Regions from separate parts of the Mus musculus genome. Here regions 1, 2, 3 and 4 are each linked to region 5. A link is a contact called in public promoter capture Hi-C and targeted proximity ligation data. All regions are on one chromosome and are shown on one strand. The core of a region is the stretch at or near the end of the contact, and the rest is flanking DNA. Distances in the headings are between cores, read along the strand shown.

Region 1 (2,700 bases), core at 158-2,657, 1.8 Mb before region 5:
GGGCAAGCCAGGGCCCAGAGCCCTTGGCTGTACAGAGACTCTATTTTAATGTATATTTGCTGCAAAGAGAAACCGCTTTTGGTTTTGAACCTTTAATGAGAAAAAAAATATACTATGGAGCTCAAGTACACGGTGGTCGGTGAGTCACTGGGGGGAGTTTGGGGGTCACACATGACACGTCTATTTAACAGACCGTACAACAGAAACACACAGTCAACAAAATACCAAAGTGGCGGCTAGCAAGGTTACGTCTCAGTCTCCTCATCATTCAACAGCATATTGGGGATCCCGCGGCTGATGGGGAAAAGACGACCAGATTCTGGGCATTGCAGGGTGCCCTCCAGTACATCAACCTGCAGGGGAGCAGGACAAAGCTAAGCACCGGTAGCCTCAGTGGGAGGTCTGGGCAGGCGATGCCCAAGGATTCTCACCTCAAGCAACACGTGGTGCATCTTCCTCAAAAATGTCTCGTCGTGCTCATAGCCTTCAGTCGGCTCTTTGGGTACCTCGGCCAAGTTTAACTGTGGAAAGGAAGCGTACGTGGTCAGTGGGCACACGAACACCGAGGCCGTCCGGGCAGGGAAGAGGCTCAGAGCCTGAGCCCGCCCCCAAGGGGCGACAGAAGGGGCGGGGTCCTTACGGTGTCCGCTGCCTGCACAAGCGCCGCCCACTCCACTTTGGGGATCATCCGCGCCACGAACTCCGGGTTGAACTCCACGGGGTTGATGCGGACCTCAGTGGCCTGCGGGGGGGGGGGGGCGGTAAAAAGGTTTAGCGAGGTAGGTCCGGGTCCCGGAGGCTCCACCCTGAACTATATGGGCGATGAACCCTTGTGCAGTTACCTGCAGGCGCAGCGGGAAGCCACGCGTGCCCACGCCCCGCACATGGGAGCTTAGGAGATTGTGGGTGAGCAGTTTCATGTTGTCACAGCGGAGCGCGTGAGGCCGGAACCGGAAGGAGTCCACACTTCTCCTTTCTACCACTTCCGCTTTGAAGCCGTTGAACTCTTCGCCGGACCGGAAGTGGCCGACTTAGGGGACCTTTTGGGGGGCTTGGCGGCAGCCGAGATCGGAAGGACTGTGTTGGGTCACGTCCTGGTACCGGAAGCGTTTCTCGGGGAGACTGCAAAGGCTTACGCCGAATCCCGCTCGCTGAAGAGAGTACACACTATGCAAGTCACGTGTAAACCGGCTGCGTTACGGCGCAGGTAAAACGAACACATTTGAGGCTCAGCCAGATCATCCCCGACCTCTGTTTGCGGCTATGGGTCACGAACTGTCACGTCGGTAAACCAGGCACCTCTTTCTGCGATTGAAGAAGGTGTGCGAGCCCTGAGAGCCCCGCCGCGTCGTAGTGCGTCACGGCCCTGCCCCTCTAAGCCGGCGCTGTGGCTGCGACGTGGGACGTGCGGCGTGGGCGGAGCTGTCCCTGCATCCACCTCCTGTGGGCAGAGCCATCTGCGGGTGGGCTGCGGCAGCGGGGCGGGTATGCTACAGCTGGGGCTTCGAGTCCTGGGCTGCAAAGCCAGTTCTGTGCTCCGTGCATCGACGTGCTTGGCAGGCAGAGCAGGCCGGAAAGAAGCAGGTTGGGAGTGTGGCGGAGCCCGCAGCTTCAGCAGCTCCGCGGTGACCATGGCCCCGATCAAGGTGACCGGTTTTACCTTTCCTGGGTCCAGCCTATCGCGTCTCTTTGGGTTCCACGCGGGGTCTCGGGCTGTCCTCCTTGACGTTTCTTCTTGTCATGTTTTTTGTAAGACCCTGTCTCTGCTTCTCCGTCCTGGGACATTTCTTGAGCTGCCCTCTCACATCTATGCCACGTCCAGGGACAAGTCCCCACCATTTTCAAGCGACCGAATGCTATGTCATTTCCCACATTCTTAAAATGCCTCTTTTGCCGCTTGGCAGCTTTTCCAACCCTTTCCCCAAAGCCCCAGCACTTTTGTGATTGTACTAAACTCCATTTCATCTCATCTTTTGAAAGAGCCATGGTCCCTTGGGGACCTGGGTTGATCTTTTCCACTTCTGTTTCCACTCTATGTATGCTCACCCCGATCCCGCCCTTCTGTTTGATCTTTCTGGGAATTCTTGAACCTATCCCCTCTCCTGTTTTTGGACTTAATTTTTAGAGAAAGAGAGAGGGAGGGAGAGAGGAAGGGAGGGATGGAGGGAGGGAAGGAAGGGGGGGGGCACACAGAGACAGAGGTTGACTTACTATATAGTCTTGGCTGGCCAGGAACTTGGTGTGTAGACCAGACTGGCCTCAAACTCCTAGAGATCTGTCTGACTCTGCGTCCCGAATGTTAGGATTAAAGGCCCTTTATAAAAAGAAGAAAAAAGAAAAACTTTTAAACATGTACTTAGTGTGTGTGTTTGGTAACAGGCATGTGAGTGTGGTGGTCAGAGGACAATTTTCTCAGGAGTCAGTTCTATCTACCATGTCGCTTGTGGGGCTAGAGCTCAGTTGACCAGGCTTGGTGGTGGGCACCTTTACCTACCCACCTCAGCCTTCCTTTCCTCTTGTGGCTCTGAAAGCCCCCAGGTGGGCTGACACTTCCCACCGACCCCAAGAGCCTACATCCTGAACATTTTGGCTTACATAGCTAACCTGGTTTTCCAAAGTGTTTCTCCTGGTGTGTGGATAGGATTTTTCTTCCTGCCTGTTACCAGGCGGTTTCTCAACCCCAAACATAGCCCTCTGTAC
Region 2 (2,700 bases), core at 92-2,591, 1.8 Mb before region 5:
AGCTCCTTTGAGATCTCAGCCTAGCAGTAAGTCTGCCTTGAAATTCTTTCTTTGGGACTCTCCTGGAGCCAGGTCTACAAGGTCTCCAGAGAGAACAGCAGAGGCTCAGACTTCAGCAGTAAGCTGGACAATCACTTTCGGATGGAAGCAGAATTGCTAACATTTTTAGGGCACTTAATTCTGTGTGCTAGGCTTTAAGCATTTATAAACGCTGACCTCAGCTGGGCAGTGGTGGTTCATGCCCTTAATTCAGCATTTGAGGGGCAGAGAAAGGTGGGTCTCTGTGAATTTGAGGTCAGCCTGAACTAGAGAGCAAGTTTCAGGACAGCTAAGGCTCCAAAAACAAACAAATAACAACGAAAAAAAGAGAAAGAACCAAAGTAAAAACCACTGACTTTGTATGTGTGCACAGGCATTGGTGGTTTGCCTACATGTATGTCTGTGTGAGGGTGTCCCAGACAGTAGTGGGTGCTGGGAACTGAACTCTGGTCTTCTGGAAGAAGAGCCAGTGCTCTTAAAGACGGAGCCATCTCTCCAGCCCCCAAATACTGACTTCCTAAATACTCAAAATCAGCACCCAGAGTTAAGTAATCACCCTTTTACTGTAAGTGGGAACTAGGGAGTTTGGTAACTCACCCTGACCCCCTATCATCTGGGTGGTCACTTAAACATACTGACAATTACCACAAAACCCAGTAATGGTAGGGCACACCTTTAATCCCAGCACTCTGGAGGCAAAGCAGGTGGATCTCTGAATTTGAGACCATCCTAGTCTACAAGACAGCCAGGAGTACACAGAGAAACCCTGTCTCAAAACAAAGCAAAACATCCCAACAACAAAAGTACTGACCACAATAGCATGGGATCTCTGAACGCTACAGGAGAGATTTTGTGGAAATCAGTAAAGAAATGTCTCGAGAAACCAAAAAAAAAAAAAAAAAAAAAAGGATATAAAGAAGAAGAAAGAAGGATAAAGACAGAAGAGGACCCGGCTTTAGCTGTTCAGAAAATGCTAGCACTCTTTCTGCTGGAATTGTCAGGCAGCAGATGGTTGGGGGGGGGGGGTGACCCCAGGGCCTGGAGGATCAGAGATGGGAATGCAGCCTGAGCAAGAGGTGCTCTATCAGTGACTTCCTAGAACTAGGACCCAACCCATTCAGCTGGTTAAATCCAGGTGGCCTCAAAGAGAGCTCCCCGTCTTCCACCCCCACATACCCTCTTCTCCCTGGGGGCCTCTCCCTCACAAGTGCTGAGCCCAAGGCCCAGACTATCCTCATGGGCGGAGAAACGAAGGCTCTTCCCAGTCCAGTAATAGACCTAGAAGATTCCAGGAGATGAGTGTGGCGGCTGTCCTGAGCCCCGGGCCAGCTGATGTCCAGGTTAGGGCAGCGTTGGGGCCCCAATCCCAGCCTGGAAGGTTGGACTTCACGTCGACCCTTCTCTGAGTCTTCTGCCACTCACTGGCCTGGACAAGACAGCATTGGGGAGCCCAGAGGCTGCAGGTGCAGGTAAGGGCTGGGTTCAAGGCGGTTGGTGGCGAGAGCCGGTGGCGAGGGTGCGGCACGTAGGGAGACGCAGCTCTGGTAGGGTTAAGCTCCCAAGGAGGGGGCTTTTGAGGGCGGGAGGAGGGGGGTCCTAGTCAGACGGCCGCCGGCGGCTCGGTCTCTGGGCTGCCGCCGGCACCTCCTTGGCTCAGCCCGCACACCCTCGAGGCGGCGCGGGAGACCTGGCCGCAGCCAAAGCCGCAGCCACAGAGTGGGCAGACAGTAAGTGCGGAGCAGGCGCGGGAATGTGGGCTGGATCTCAGGCCCTGGGAGCTGGGAGAAACCGGCAGGGCGGGACACTTCCCGCGCGTGGATGCCTTCCTCGAGTGGTGTGACCGTGCGTCCCGTCGCCGGTCACGCTCGGAGGCGTCGGCGTAAGGACGCGGGGGAGGTGGTGGGAGCAAGCGGCTGGCGTGCGGTGTCACACGGGTTCCGTGTGTGTATCTGTGTGTGTGTGTACGCGAGCGCGCGCATTCGTGCGCGTGGACCTCTAGGGTAGCTCGGCCCTGCGGGCACGCCCATGGTGGTTAGTTGTGCCAGGGTCTGCCGGAGCGTGGTGCAGTGCTATGCCTGCAGCCTGGGCAGCGCGCGGCTAGAGCTGCAGAATGGAATGTGGCTCAAAGATCTTTGTGGCACATGTAGCAGACTGTGTATATGTATGTGTGTGTGTGCCTGCCATCTCCCGCTGCCCCCTAAGTGACAGCTGTCCCGTGGGCTGCTGTATCCGTGCTGCCCTTCCCACCCTGTGCCTTGCTTCTTCTGGGAACTTTGTGCCCACTTTTCCTTTCCCTGGCTCTGGGCCTTGCCTATACCCTGCAGCCAGATCCGCCTTGGGGTTCCTCGAAAGCCCAGCGGGCGGGTGGGGACCCTGGAAGATCCCCGCCCGGTTGATCCCTGCTAGGCTGGAAGGCAGGAGGGGACAGATGCATCTGAGGAGGCTGCCACAGCCGCACTGAGAGAGCCAAGTATGGACCTGCTATTCCTGTCTCCAGTTCTGCAGGCTCCAGCCTCTTCCTATTTCCCCTGGAACTCCCTAGTCTTCCTTTGGTCTTCTCCAAGGCAGGCACCCTAATGCCTCACAAGTCCCCCATTTTCTCACTCACCCTGCCTGGCTTAGTGTTTTCTTCTTTATCCCACTCTCCTGATGGCTAGGCTC
Region 3 (2,700 bases), core at 192-2,691, 1.1 Mb before region 5:
TCATCTAGGCCCCTGCCAGGCATGGGTGGCTTTGGGCAGCCTGGCCTGAACACTGCAGCCGAGAGTCTGTGGAGAGCACTACCTTGTCACAGGCAGCAAGGCGTCCCTCCTGCCTTGGCCTCTGGGTTCTGGTCTGGCGGGAAGAGGCTCTGTGGGTCTGGCTTTCCCGGCTTATTATTAGGGAGTAAGGGGGAGGGAAGCCATGTCTGAGCCCTGGAGGTGGGCCAAGTGGTAGTTTAGGGGTTCCTGTTCTGTCTGGCAGGTGAAGAACAGAGCAAAACGGGAAGTGAAGATCTGCTATCTCTGAGCAAAGGGAGTACTGTCTCTGGGTAGCCATCGCTTGATCTGGGTACCCATCCATTGAGGTGCTAGACTCTAGAACAGTGTCCTCGATACAGGCTTTGGCTGTTTGTTGCTCTAAGGTGGGCACTTCTTAGGTAAACAGACTTCTTTTGCAGCACTAAGTGATCACCAGGGTCCATAAATGGGTGGGGCCAAAAAGCACCCCAATTCCCCCAACCTCATTGCTCTCTCTCTCCTGCTGCTCAGCAAGGACCAGTTTGTCACCTAGGTAAAACTTCAGGATAAAGGTCTCACAGTCATTGTAGGGAATAGAGTGTTGGCGACCAGGTACTATGAAGGGAGCCCGGGACTGCAGGCTGGGAACTTTTGGCCAGAATGCCAAACTCTTGGAATACAGCTGAGCCTTTGATACCCAGCAATGGGGTTTTGATCAAGAACTCCCCACTCTCCAAGGCACATCTTGGCACCAGAGGAGCTGGGAGGTACTGTGCCTTAGGATGGGGGCAGCTCCAGGGTAGCACCTTCTGCCCTCCTTGCTTTGGCATCCCAGGGCTGTCCCTTTAAACTACAGACCATGATGTCACCATGGACAGTAAGTGACAGGAGGGGCACTGCAGGCCGGGAGAATGGACTTCATTTCCCAAGAGCCTCTAGTGAACCACACCCCTCCCAGCAGGCGCTAACGCAAACCCGACTGTTAACCCCTCCAACGCCGGATGCAAGGGGTTTTGTAAGTGTCCGGCTTCAATCTGGGCTGAGTATGAGGAGAGAGGATGGCCTGAGGGACAGATGGCTCAGACCAAATTGTGGGCCTGGCACATCATGCTAGGTAGGACTCTGTCTTGCATTAGCAGGTTCCAACACCGAGTCCTTTTCTTTCCCTACACAGTGTCCCTTCCAGAATTCGGGAGTCCAGTTCTGAGCTGGACTCTGCCCCAGTCTGCTTGCAGGTTTTAAAATCCTCAGCTTTTCTCGGAAGTACTGAGTTCCTCCCCTAGCTCCGAGGTTACCCGTAAAGTTCGGTTGCTTCCTTTAAGCAGGGTGGGGACTACATTTCCCAGAGGCCCCGAGTCCTCCCTGACGCAGCCCCCCCTAGCGGAGGGAGGTGCGGGCCGGGAGGGGGGGAGGTGACTTGATGTCATCCTGAGCAGCTGGGCGGCGGGTGCCGGTGCGCAGCGAGCCGGGGCTCCCGCTGCGCTGCACCGCGCTGATCTGAGTCCCGGGATATCTGCCGAGGGTCGCGTGCTGCCGGGGCCCAGCCCAGAGCCCACCGAGTGCCCGACCCCTTTTGGGGCTGAGCTGGGGGCATGCTCCAGCACCCCCAGAGCCTGGGAGCGAACCCAGGAGCGCCGCCGCCCAGCCCCAGCGCCCCGAGCGGCAGAACCACCGCTAAGGACCCTTGAACCGTCGTCTCTTCCACCGAGGCAACCTCTAGGGTCGGCGACCAAAGTCTGGGTTTCTGAGAAGTGAGTGTGTACCCCAATACCACATTGAGGTTTGGAGACCAGGAAGGAGCGGGATATGAGGAGAGATGCTAGGGTCTGAAAGGGGGTGCACGAGAACAGGACCCTCATTTTTTGGGTGAGTGCACTGAGACAGGAGACATTAGTGGAGCTGGAGTCACACTGCTGTAAGGATCTGGGGATGCTAATAGAGTCCCCATCCTGAGTAGTAGCCATAGGCCGTATTTGGGGAGGGGCTACTTTAGAGCTTGGGCCTGGAAGAAGGGAGGGGCATGGTTGCGCCCTTGTTTTGGGGTCTAGCGAGGGAAGGAGGGAAAAGAAGTAAGGGAGCAACTGCACCACGCGGGCTGTCTTTGGAAAGAACCGACCTGCTCTCTGTGTCTCTCCTGCTGACCTTTCTAACCTGACTTCTCAGAAGAGCCAGCGTGGGAACCCTGACTGGAACTCTTCTGGATCCCCAGGAAAGACCTGAGCCATTGCCTTTCTACCTTACCTGCCCCCCCAGGACTGGGCAGTTGCCAGAGGCCCTGGGGGGGTCAGGACTGTGGCCGTGCCTCCCCCACCCCCTGAAACATGCTGGACAGGATGGGTCCCAGTTAGTGTGTGTGGCCTCATTCAACTTACTCCAGACCCACAAGGAGCCCCCTGGGCTCTGAAAGATTGACCCGTGTTGTCCACTGGCCATGGAGACGAAGCTGCCCCCTGCGAGCACCCCCACAAGCCCCTCCTCCCCAGGGCTGTCTCCAGTGCCACCACCAGACAAGGTGGATGGCTTCTCCCGCAGGTCCCTCCGCAGGGCCCGGCCCCGTCGCTCACACAGCTCTTCTCAGTTCCGCTATCAGAGCAACCAGCAAGAGCTCACTCCACTGCCCCTGCTCAAAGGTGAGCTGTTGTTGGTTGCCAGGGTACCCAGAAGGAAGCAAGGTAGGGGAGG
Region 4 (2,709 bases), core at 78-2,577, 1.1 Mb after region 5:
CAAGAAGACAGGCAGTGTGTAGCTGAAGTGGCCACCCTGGCAGAAGTGGGTATACCCCTGGTTCTGTGTCTGCAGCAAGTGGGCCAGAGACATCTCAAATACTTCATCCACCTGTAGGCAAGAAACAGAAAGAGGGTGGACAGAGGACTGCCTGTGAGTCCCCTGTTAGGACAGCCCAACTCCCCAGTAGTCACCATTCACCTCCTCAAGGTTGGGCCTAAGGCTCTGCAGATCCAGTGGGCCCACGTTGGCAAGTACTGGGACTATGGTTGCCTTTTCCTGGGTAGGAGAAGGGTGAAGAGTCAGAAGGAGCAAACTTAGGAAGCAGACCCTACCCTGCCATCCGGGTGTCTTGGGTAATCATGGTGAAGCCCTCCAGTTCCGGTCCTTGGTTTCTTGCCATGCTGCCTCACAGGTTCCCCTTACCTGTATACCGCCAGGAAACCTCCCACTTGCCACTCAAGCCTAGAGGGATGCAGCCTACCCTGCAAGCCTTCCTGGACCCTGTCCTGGACTGAGCGGGGCTGGCTTCCCCGGCCACTAGGGTTACTGATTGTGATAGGATGAGGGTGGCTCACCCGGTCATACACTGGCTGCAGGACACCCCACACGTGCTCCTTGGGCACCTCTAGGCCCAGCTCCTCCTGAGTCTCCCGAAGGGCCGTATGTATTACATCTTGGTCGTCGGGATCACACTTACCGCCTGGGAAACTAAATGGGCAGAGGGAATCTTGGGACCACAGGTCGTCAGGAGGCAGTTTAGCTCTCTGTGCCATTAGAGTAAGGGGGACAGGCACTGTGATATAGATTACGACATGAGGGTCTGGCAGCTGGCTAAGACTATGCTAGGGCTCAGACACCCCATGTCTGCCTATGGTGTCCCAGTGGTGCAGATATCGTCCCCGGGTGTTCTCAACTTCTGCTGAGGGCGAAGCCAAAGAAGGGGAGCCCCGGATCTCCTCTCTCCAGTCTACGGTAAGGGGCAGAGTCCTGTTTATGAAGGGAAAAATTCAGAGGGGTATGCGGGCCACAGGTAGTGCGCCGGCAAGGCCGGCGTACCTGACTTCCCCTTTGTGTCTCCCAACCAGGCGACTAGAACGCAGCGTGTAGAGCAACGCGGGGACCCCGCGCACGAGGCACAGCGGCACAAGCACTGCGGCCGCTGCGGGCCGCGAGCGTAACCGGGCAGTGGTCCGTGCTAGCAGCTGCCGGCAGCGCTGCTCGTCCTCCGCGGACAGGCCATCAGGCAGCATGTCCCAGACGTCCGGGACACAGTGGGGGATCAGCCCGCTAGGGAGGGAACGCCGCAGCGCGCAAGCTCCAGCGCGGGGCGGGGACCTAAGTGGGAGCCGGAAGGAGGCGTGGCTTCCCGGAGCCCGGTATGAGAGGCGGACAGGCCTGGGACTGCCCTTGCAAAGCCTCGGACGCCGGCGGTACGGAGCCTGCCCAGGTAGAGCCTCCGAGATGGACAAGGCAGTGGCTGCTGAAACCTCGGAGGCGTTCCAGACGAGGCCTGCTGATGCAGATCCTCGGAGACCTCGGGGGTGTGGCTTAAGGCGGGTTTTGCTGCTATTGGGCGACAGAGGGCATCTGGGGCGGAGTTTGCTAGATGAGGGCAGAAGCGGTTTTGTGTACAGGGACCAGAGCGCCACCTAAAGGAAAGACCTGGCTTAGAGCTGATGGAAGGCGTGTCCGGAAAAGCCGGCCAGCTTCGCTTGAGTTTCTTTCCAGGGACTTCCCTATCTGTGGCACAGTTGGTTTGGACTCTGTGTCTCCGGAACGCTTGAGTAACCTGAATTGAATGGGTCCTGACTTCGGGTTCGGGAGTTGGGATGTCTGGCTGCTGAAGATCTTCTGGGCCCCTTTTCTCTCGTCTCCTGGGTGTCCGTGCTTTCCAGAACGTCTCACAGGAAGAGCTCTGGGTCGGAGCACAGTCGGAGTCATCAGGTGCCTCTGGGCGCCCACTCCAAGAGAACGAAGAGTACGCGCCTCCCTCAGCCTTATTCCACCAGACTACCGAGAGGACTTCAACCTGGCCTTTTACCTCTAGTTCTCCAAGTATACACCCATCCCTACCTTGGCCTGTGTGATCCCTATCTATCATATTAGGCACACTTCGATGACCCCCGGCTCTCAGAACCAGCCTTAGAGCATCGCATTTAAATAGAATGATGAGTGTCAGCTGTACTTTGCTGTGTGACTGTGAGCCGAAACCTCTCTGAGCTGCTTCCATCCTTATATGGGTGCACAAAATAGGGGACACACCAGGTTAACCGCAGCCTTGCTGGTGTAGCCAGTTATCATCACCCTGTGCTCTGGGTACAGCTTTTGGAGACTTATAAAGGTGATGGGATTGTCTGGTCTGGGAGTTCCTGTGGACAGAAGTACTGTGACTGCTGTTGCCAAGCAGTTTAATGTGGGGGAAGGACATTCGAAGCAGGATTTAGAGGAGGCATCCTCGAGGCAGCAGGGCATGATTCAGGGCTTTTGAGTAGGAAGTAGGCCTGATTCCAAGGCTGGCAGGCCCCAGACTGACTTTGAGGCAGGAACCCACTGCTGTAGAGCTTCCAGTTGTGCTGCTCGCCTTAGGAGATGTCTTACAGAGGAGGGAAGGAGAGGTGGGGCACAGGGGAAACGGGCTTCCACAGCACTCAGCCATCACTGCGAGGCTTGATTAGACACCAAGCACAAGGCAGAGGTGGGCAGGAG
Region 5 (2,700 bases), core at 166-2,665:
CATGAGTTCCTAGTGCCTGCTGAACTCAGATGGCGGTATCTATCGATGCCCTGGAAATGGTAAAGATGGTTGTGAGCCAATGGGTGCTGCAAATGAAACTCAAGTCCTGAGCAGGAGAAACAAATGCTCTTCACCACCGAGGCATCCTTTCAGCCATCCCCTCCCCTCCGCACGCTTTGTAAGGTAGCCGTCTACTGATTGCTACCACATTCTCTATCTACCCCAGGCCCCAGCCAACAGGTGATGACCTACATTCCAGAAGGCAAAACAAGAAAAATGTTAGAAAGGCCGATGTTGTGTCAGCACCAAGTGGGTGTGGAGTAGAGATGGGAAGAGTACTGTAGAATCTAGTGGGATAGGGACCAAAGAGGCCGTCCTAGTTAGAGTTAATATTGCTGTGTGGAAACACAGTGACCAAAAGGGTTTATTTGGTGCACTCTTCATCCAGTGAAGGAAGTCAGGACAGGCACCCAGAGAGAACAGAACCCAGAGAAAGGAGCTGATGCAGAGCCCATGAAGGAGTGCTGCTTCTGGGCTTGCCCTCTGAACTTGCTCAGAACTGCCTTCTGGCCTCACCTACCCTGGCCTGGGCCCTCCCACAACAATCAGTAAGAAAACAGGTTTTCCTGCAGCCCGATCCTATGGCAGCATCTTCTCAGCCGAGATTCCCATCTGTTCAATGACCCTAGTTTGTGTCAAGTTGACATAAAACTATCTAGCACAGAGGTCTTTCCTTCCGAGTTGGTGACACCCAATCTGAGGCCCCCCAATGACACCACCACAATCCAAAGGCACTCGTCTGACCTCCTTATCTGGTCAGCAGTATCCACCCAGATATTCCCCTCAGGGGCGTGGATCTTCTCCCTTCTCCACCGACCTCCACACGCTCCTTCCCACCCAATTCTCCTTTTTAACCAGAAGCCTCCTTCTGTTCCCTCACAAAGCAAACCTAGATGCTGAGAATTCCCTACAGGCACAGTCACCTCCGAAGCCGGTAAGAGGTGCGTCTCTAGAGCGCGGAGGGGGCTGGGGGGTCAGATGTGTGAGAGGTGGGTAATGGCAACACCCACCTCACCAGCCCTTTGTGAGCATTAAGTCAATGCACTAAGACATCGACAAAAACACTTGACAGTCAATCAATGTGGACCGACTCGCTCTGGAATCTGAGGAGGTCGGCCTTCTTGCTCCTCAGTCACTCTGGTCCGGGGTCGGAGCTCCGCAGAGCGCACAGACCTGGAAGCTCTGGTCCGAGGGGGCGAGTCCAGCCACGCCCCTCTGCGTCCCGTCTGGGCTGGCCCCACCCCGAAGCCGGCCAGGCCTGCGGGGCCCCTTTAAGGCAGCGAGCTGGCCGGCTGGAGCGTGTTTCGCCCCCTCCGACGCCGCCGAGGTAGCGGCTTCACCTTTAAGGCGGCGCGGGGACTGCTGGGAAGGCCGGCGGGATGGAGGCAGCGAGACGAGCTCACGGTCGAGGATCCGGGTGAAGCGGGACAGGAGCAGGAGCCGGAGCCGGGCCAAAGCAGAAGGTGCAGGTCGGCGCCGGCCGGTTGGGCCGGGAGACCCAGTCAAGCCGGACAGTGAGGAGCGGTTGCAGGTCGGCCTAGAGGAGGAGTCGTCGTGGTCGTGGGCGCGGCCTGTGGGAGGACCCGACCGGCCCGCGGGGAGGGGGCGCGGTCCCGGGCTGGGGCTGGGAATCCGGCCTTTTCTAGGGAGGGTCTGCGGGCCTCAGGCCAGCCTGCGGGAGGGGTCGTTGTGGGCGCGGCCTGAAGAGACCTGTCCCGAAACTAAAGACCGCAGTCTCCCCGGAGCGGCGGGGGCGGGGACGGGGTGGCGGGGCTCGGTCGGCCCTGGGGGAGGGGCTCGTGGTTCCGCTTGCCCTGGGAAAGGGGCTGTCGCCAGGGCTGAGACCCAGTTGCCCGGAGAGCCTGTGGCGTCTGACTTGGGAACGCCTTGCAATGCCCTAGTGCTCTGTGTACCGATTAGGACAGTTCCGAATAACTCTCGAAGATGGGCTTTAGATCAACTGGCCTGAGCCGGTGGTCTGGGGCGGAATCGGGGTCCAGCCTCACTTCAGTCACACCGCATTGCGTCTCCCTAGGCTAGACGAGCCTGGCGCGCCCCCTGTAGGCCGCGTGCTGGCACGGCGAGGACTGCGGGCTGAGGGATCTGGACATCCATAGGGACCTAGGCGTCCGGGGACCTCCCGGTGTTTACCTAACTTGGGGTGGACGGCGGTGTGGCCCTAGGCCTGGCGTCCGCCTGCCCCACCCCTTGCCTCCACAGACGGCACGACCATGGCCACGATGGTGCTTCCTCGAGAGGAGAAGCTGAGTCAGGACGAGATAGTGCTGGGCACCAAGGCGGTGATCCAGGGTTTAGAGACCCTGAGAGGGGAGCATCGTGCCCTGCTAGCTCCCCTAGCTTCTCATGAAGCAGGCGAGGCCGAGCCGGGCTCACAGGAGCGCTGCCTCCTCCTGCGCCGCTCCCTGGAGGCCATCGAGCTGGGGCTTGGGGAGGCTCAGGTAGGTCAGTGTTGGGGCTGTGGTGGAAGATTACCCGAAGGGCCCTGGTGATGTAGGAACACCCTCAGCAAGGAAACACAAGTCTTTCAGAGCGTCACGTTAGGACAATAAGCAACGTTCAATGAATACACTTTGGAAATGCCAGCCCTGCGCCCTGCCCCAACGGGCACCCTTACCTCAC

What was found. Promoter capture Hi-C pulls out the DNA fragments that hold promoters and counts their contacts.
Region 1: a promoter capture Hi-C map of liver shows a contact between it and region 5, with 4 times the contacts expected there.
Region 2: a contact with region 5 is called in a promoter capture Hi-C map of liver, with 2.4 times the contacts expected there. A contact is called at or near these places in 4 of 39 promoter capture datasets (erythroid cells, liver and pre-B cells) and 1 of 130 datasets of targeted methods (pancreatic cancer cells).
Region 3: a promoter capture Hi-C map of liver shows a contact between it and region 5, with 8 times the contacts expected there. A contact is called at or near these places in 4 of 39 promoter capture datasets (hippocampal neurons, liver and pre-B cells), 1 of 484 Hi-C or Micro-C datasets (CD4 T cells), 1 of 130 datasets of targeted methods (embryonic forebrain) and 2 of 9 other capture datasets (liver and pancreatic islet).
Region 4: a contact with region 5 is called in a targeted proximity ligation map of pancreatic cancer cells. A contact is called at or near these places in 1 of 39 promoter capture datasets (pre-B cells) and 1 of 130 datasets of targeted methods (pancreatic cancer cells).

The regions. Positions count from the first base shown.
Region 1 is chr19:6,908,405-6,911,104 of GRCm38.p6, reverse strand. It overlaps Trmt112 (tRNA methyltransferase 11-2), which reads right to left and starts at 1,407. Exons shown (of 4, transcript NM_001166370.1): 1 at 843-1,407; 2 at 641-742; 3 at 432-521; 4 at 77-353. The coding sequence starts at 920. The coding sequence ends at 246. Prdx5 (peroxiredoxin 5) reads left to right here and starts at 999. Exons shown (of 6, transcript NM_012021.3): 1 at 999-1,646. The coding sequence starts at 1,488. It overlaps Esrra (estrogen related receptor, alpha), which reads left to right. Exons shown (of 7, transcript NM_007953.2): 7 at 1-128.
Region 2 is chr19:6,933,156-6,935,855 of GRCm38.p6, reverse strand. Kcnk4 (potassium channel, subfamily K, member 4) reads left to right here and starts at 1,341. Exons shown (of 7, transcript NM_008431.3): 1 at 1,341-1,508.
Region 3 is chr19:6,234,581-6,237,280 of GRCm38.p6, reverse strand. It overlaps Ppp2r5b (protein phosphatase 2, regulatory subunit B', beta), which reads left to right and starts at 1,441. Exons shown (of 14, transcript NM_198168.3): 1 at 1,441-1,769; 2 at 2,182-2,648. The coding sequence starts at 2,450.
Region 4 is chr19:3,999,198-4,001,906 of GRCm38.p6, reverse strand. Nudt8 (nudix (nucleoside diphosphate linked moiety X)-type motif 8) reads right to left here and starts at 1,327. Exons shown (of 4, transcript NM_025529.3): 1 at 1,060-1,327; 2 at 579-711; 3 at 202-279; 4 at 1-111. The coding sequence starts at 1,253. It overlaps Tbx10 (T-box 10), which reads right to left. Exons shown (of 8, transcript NM_001001320.1): 8 at 2,395-2,709. The coding sequence ends at 2,659.
Region 5 is chr19:5,117,013-5,119,712 of GRCm38.p6, reverse strand. Klc2 (kinesin light chain 2) reads left to right here and starts at 1,415. Exons shown (of 16, transcript NM_008451.3): 1 at 1,415-1,591; 2 at 2,281-2,519. The coding sequence starts at 2,292. It overlaps LOC115489018 (a long non-coding RNA gene), which reads right to left. Exons shown (of 2, transcript XR_003952889.1): 2 at 381-2,700.